Linked DNA regions of Bombyx mori: region 2 is linked to region 1. The links are chromatin contacts, called in public Hi-C maps. All regions are on one chromosome and are shown on one strand. The core of a region is the stretch at or near the end of the contact, and the rest is flanking DNA. Distances in the headings are between cores, read along the strand shown.

Region 1 (2,819 bases), core at 262-2,761:
GTTAAATTTAACAAATTCACAATATTTTGTATCGAAATGTGTCATGTGTCAATTGATCATTTATTTTAAAGGTTTGAAGTTTCCGTAATTGCGTAACGGGGCGAGAGACTAAGCCGCAGTTCGAATTCTGAGGGTAGAAAGAAAAATTAGTAAATTATTTTTTATATAACATGCATTTTAGAAAACTACTATTATAGATTAATGAAAAGGCACGCAAGTAAATTTTATTAATGTGTCCTAAAATGAGCTCGCAAATTTTTTTTTTTTTTTTTTTTTTTTTTTTATTGCCTTTGTAGGCAGACGGGCATACGGCCCACCTGATGGTGAGTGGTTACCGTCGCCCATGGACTTCAGCAATGCCAGGGGCAGAGCCAAGCCGCTGCCTACCGCTTAATACTCTCCACAAGCCTCGTTTGAAGAAGGACATGTCATAGCGCTCGGGAAACACCGCGGAGGGGAGCTCATTCCATAGCCGGATGGTACGTGGCAAAAAAGATCTCTGGAAACGCACTGTGGATGACCGCAGCGGCTCCAGGTAGTATGGATGAACTCTACTCCGGTGGCGGGCGGTGCGATGGTAAAAACGAGATGCTGGTATCATCTCGAACAATTCCTCAGAGCACTCCCCATGGAACATACGGTATAAAATACAGAGGGAACCGAAGGAATTATTGTACCGCAAATGTACAATAATTGCTTTAACCAGCCTATTTCTGATAAAAACAAACACACATTTCGACTTATGAGATAAGGCAGCTGTGTTACTACAATGTAATTGGACTACTGCATTCACTTTGTGATATCTATTTTTTCCGATGACCGTGTCTGTCAGCTAAAGCAAAACAAAACAATAAAAAAATTCCACAAATTAAAAAAAAATATATATCAAAATAAAAAATGTAATATATATAAATATAATAATAAATAAATAAAAATATATAAAAAATGATTATTTAAAAAAAAAATTAAAAAATCGTAATTTCAAATTGAGAAAAATTAAAATGGTACATTTTTCCAAGCAATTTATTTAATCATTACAATATTACATAATTAATTGTATATAATATTTTGTTACAAACATTTTGAGATATTTATTTAAAATTCAAAATAGCTTCATGTTATTATGGTTTTAGTGACATAAATAAAAATAAAAAATAAATTGTTTACGTAAAAAGTTTTATTTAGTCATAAACAACTAAATATCGATACACGTAAATAAATTTATAATTCTATTCTACTAAACAGTAAGCAGACGATTTCCAAAAGTTTCCATAGCCACATTTCCTATTTCCCAGTCCATCACTCGGAACATAGATCTCGAACGGAAGCATGTATAGCACAATAAAATCCATCAGGAATCATATTATTATTGTGTTACCTATACAAAGTGATTGTCACTCTGAGCACATGGCGGCGCCACGGCTCGAGAGGCGGGCCGGCAATGCCCACGCCCCCAGCCCGACACCGATAGCGATAAGGTCCAAATCTCTATGGAGATCCTACTGATTCTCGGCCTTACTGATCCGACAGTCGGACTTAAAACGCTCTAGTGTGTCGCCGCTTAAAACGCAGTTGCGACTCGCGTCGGTCACACGTATCCCGACCGCGGGTCGATCCAAGAATCGCCCTAATTTATTTTCCATGTTATGTTTCGTACCGTTTATTAATTAACTATGGAAGTCAGTGCTATGCCGCCGATGCCGTTGGACTTTTCGATGGTGAGGAGTGGTAGTGATTCTCCAGGGGTGGCCGTGCGAGAAGAGTCGCCCAGGTCGTCGACAAACAGCGCCTTCAGAGTGGTTACCCCTAAAGGTAGGTCAGCTATTATTTAATATTTGTTTACGTTGTATACTGTGCTTTAGCTAATGTATGAGGATTGACTTGACTATATTTCTTAATTGAGAAACAAAGTAACGGAGCTGCATGTTTTTTTTTAGATTTACACAGGAAACAATGCACAAATATTTTCTTAATAACATCATTGTGAATGCTATAACTTTATTCCAAGCTACGATTTAATAAAATAAAAAAACTCAACTAAATACATACATACTCTTGATGTTTTTTGAAAAATATATTATCGGATCACAAAATTTACTATTTTATGTGAACATGAGACAAATTTAAAGATAGAAAATTATTACAGAATTCAAAGTTCTACGATTTTGTTATTGATGCGGAATAATGTGATCGAAAATCGATTCAATAAAATGAATTATTTTAATACAAGCGCATGTGTTGTTTAGCATCTGTCAGTTTCAATCCAGGCGTATAAGACGGTTTTTCAATGGAAATGAGCGTTACGGTGAACCTTGGGGAGTGCCTAAATCCAATAGTGAACGTCGGTAGGCTGATAGCAATAGTACTGAGATAGAAAAAAATTAACTTGCAAACAAAAAAACGATCATGTTAAAAGTGCAATAATGTTCCAAAATTAAATATATTAGACGACTGTATGAACTATGTACATTACAATAAACGTCGATATATATATTCAATTCTTTGATACCGACCGCTGGTCACGGGCCTCCCTTATTTATGCCATAGAACGCCTGCTAATCTCATCCACCATAGGTCTTCCGCCACCTATACGACCGAAGTTTGACCAACATTCTATCACAATAAACATAAATATTACGTGAAAACCGAATAGATTCGGTAAGCGGTATTGTAAATTTAATGCACGCTTTTCGGAGTTTTAGTTTGGTCCATCTATAAACGATTAAGGTTTGGATTCATTTACTCTTTGTATCGTTGGAAAGAAAAAAAATTGGATATATTTTACTTTGGAAAGTTTTTTTTTATTATGTAAAAATAGT
Region 2 (3,065 bases), core at 360-2,859, 82 kb after region 1:
GACATTGTCCCTGATGAATATAGGCTACTTTAAAAAAAAAAATATTTTATTTTTTTGGTTTCATGTGTGTTTTAATGTTTCCGAAGCGAAGCGAGGGCGGGTCGCTAGTGTACTATAAATGAAATAATAATATATATACCTACGTGAAGCAAAAACTTTGTACCCCTTTTTACGAAAACAGCGCGGACGGAGGAGTATGAAATTTCCCACACTTGTAGAGAATATATAGAAGGAGTGCAGAATTATATTTTTTTTTTAAAATTTTGCATTAATAATACATTAAATCAATAAAAAAAATATTACACACACTATCGTGCATTTGACACACACACATATATTATTTATTTATTGTCAAATTTTATGTTATACTATTTATTTACCTTTCGTTATTGTCAAACTTTTGCTTTGTGTATGGTCAAATTGAGAATAGGTTAATATTGTTTATCTGTAATATTATTTGTCTAAAGTGTAGTCTTGGCGAAATCTGTGATTATAGAAGTATAATAAATAGTCTTTGACAATAGAACCATAATAATGTTCAAATTTATAATATCAATTAGGTATAGTCGAATTTCGACTACTGCGGGACCACTAGTAATAATAATAGACTATTAGAAAAAAAACGCGCCTTTATTAGGAGTAGCTGTATAGTTTTCTGATTAGTGTATTAAAATCAGTTCTAAGTTCGATCACTATGCTCACGTCGCCACTCATTTGCAACCATCAAAAGAACGAATACTCACCCCGGAGCAAATCAATCACGTAACACGTACAAATCAATAATTCATCGGAGATCCGCACTTCAATTCATTCATCGCCGTGGCCCTCGAAACAATTAAGTGCCAATACTTCCCCCTATCCCCGACTTCCCCCCTCCGAGTAATATCGCGGTGTAATTACGCTTTTACGCACTCCAGAGACGATTTCGCGAACTCGGAGCGGACTTTACGCGTTTCGGCTTGTAATAAGTTCGCGTAATGTTTCACACTCGGTTTTGCGGTTTTGTTTATGTTGTATCTAGGGATGTTGTGCGACAGGAAATTGAATTTAAAACTTTGACTAAATCAGAGTAGGTTTGATGAAACAATCGGGAAGGTCAGTTATGTAGAACACAAGTCCGGCTTCACAAAAAACGTTCATTAGTTTTGTTCTACGATTTCCTGTTAAGCCCTAATAAATTATCTCAAAACTAATACGCGTAATACCACAAAAACAAATTACGAACGACGTAATAATAATAAGGTTATGTTGAAGCGATATGGTCGTCCGTTATTCGGAGTCCGTTGAAATGAGAAGCGAAGGGAGATAAGCAAAAAAAACGGCCGACCAAAGTAAACATCACAATTTGCAAGAGGCCCGCAAACGAAACATCTTCCTCTACGTACGGCAGTAAAAATCTGTAGAAAAGGAAGTATCGTGAAGATGGAGAGACGGCTAACGAGCGAGGCTCGTGGCGAACGCTCTGATTTCCAATTCAAAGGAAAATTGCGATCCATAAAGTGGGACGGGATGGGGGGGAGTGGAGTGGGTAGCCTCCCCCTGGTTGCTACGCGACGCAGGGAGGAGTCCCCGCAATCACGGCCCAATGGCACGACGGATATAAATTGCTCTCGCATCGCGACACTGGTGTTAGAGCGGGACGGGGCGGCAGTCTCCCTCGCACTAATGAAGTCGCCAATCGCCAGACCCCTTGATTGACGGACTAGAGCGGCCCTTTTTCGAAATGCTATACCTAAGCTAGGTATCGGAGGCGCGCCGTGATTTGTTCGTAATTACGCGCTCTACCGTATTGGCCTTCGTTCCACTTGGACAATATACGTATATTTAAAGCCAGATATGTTTCTCGATAGCTTAGTGACAAATAACAAGTAACATTATATAGTATAGTGGTGATATATGGTGCTTAATACAAAAATATTTTTGAATAAAATTAAATGAGTCATAGGTTGAATACTTGATAATTATTATTCGAATTCTCGACATGTGGAATTTAAAATTTTAAACATATTATTATGTAAATTTTAATTTGTATGCGAATAGGCGTGAATTCGTGGAGACATAATTATAATTAGTATTTAAAAGCATTAATCGGCTAAAGATGAAACAAATCTGTAATATTTGAAATAGATCATTATGTATTTAATCTGATTTAAGGGCGATAAAAGTTTCATTTAAGAATCAGTGCGAATAATTTTGAACAAGTATATAAATGCTTAGTGTTCATGTTTTCAAAATCTAAATTAACCTTTGGCGAAAGTTAAGCCGAATAGAATTAATTAATCACTCGATTATTAGAGCAAGCTGGTACATCCCTAAGTGATATAAAGTGCGATCCTGATCAGTAAATACTTCAAATCGAACGTTATAAAGAGATAATCAGCTAGCTTAAGTTTTATGTTGTCAACTGTATTACGCTAAATGTCGGGTATCTATAATGGAATTATACTTTTTTGAATAGATTTAAAATACCTAACACGTGCGAACTTGCAATATATATAAATATATAAATAGTCCATTTCGATAATCGATTTTCTATATTCATTTTTCTGTTTAGCTTACTAATTACTTCACTTTACAAGATAGTACATACAGTCAGTTTAAGTCTAGAGGTATCAATGATTATAGTTGAAATTCGGTCATTCAACCAAGAATACTTTATTTAATATTTTGAGATTAAAAGCAGTTGTCTAGTATACCACATACTCCGTAAGCATGTATAATGACTTAAAAACTTCTAAATTACACTGTATACTGTAAAACTCGCAAATAATAAAGCGAAGCATTTGTAAATTTCCATTCGCTCCATCCAAGCAGCGTCTCACACAAGAATGCTATTAAATTCCTCACGATTTCCGCGACTGCTTATGCACTATTAATATAAGCTATTAATAGTAACAGAAACGAAGTTGAAATCGATTACGATTCAATTATATTTCAATGGTAGGTATTCAGTTTTATCGTAAAATATATCCATCAAAATGTCACATCACTAGTTTTATTTGAACACCAAACATTAAAAAGTTTATAACTGATTCCAAATTTAAAGATGTAGAATTCTATTTAAT

Evidence for each region. A called contact is a pair of places that touch in the nucleus more often than the background predicts.
Region 2: a Hi-C map of midgut shows a contact between it and region 1, with 2.0 times the contacts expected there. The contact joins the enhancer-like site here to the promoter of LOC101737547 in region 1. A contact is called at or near these places in 2 of 7 Hi-C or Micro-C datasets (midgut and whole pupa).

The regions. Positions count from the first base shown.
Region 1 is chr4:3,200,374-3,203,192 of ASM3026992v2, forward strand. LOC101737547 (zinc finger protein Gfi-1b) reads left to right here and starts at 1,512. Exons shown (of 6, transcript XM_004929287.5): 1 at 1,512-1,812. The coding sequence starts at 1,674.
Region 2 is chr4:3,282,527-3,285,591 of ASM3026992v2, forward strand. All of the region lies in intron 4 of LOC101737547 (zinc finger protein Gfi-1b), which reads left to right. Among protein-coding and RNA genes, the nearest start is that of TRNAQ-UUG, 14 kb to the right of the region's middle. Within about 2 kb of position 1,610, at least 8 of the 8 cell types and tissues checked have open chromatin away from gene starts, as enhancers often do.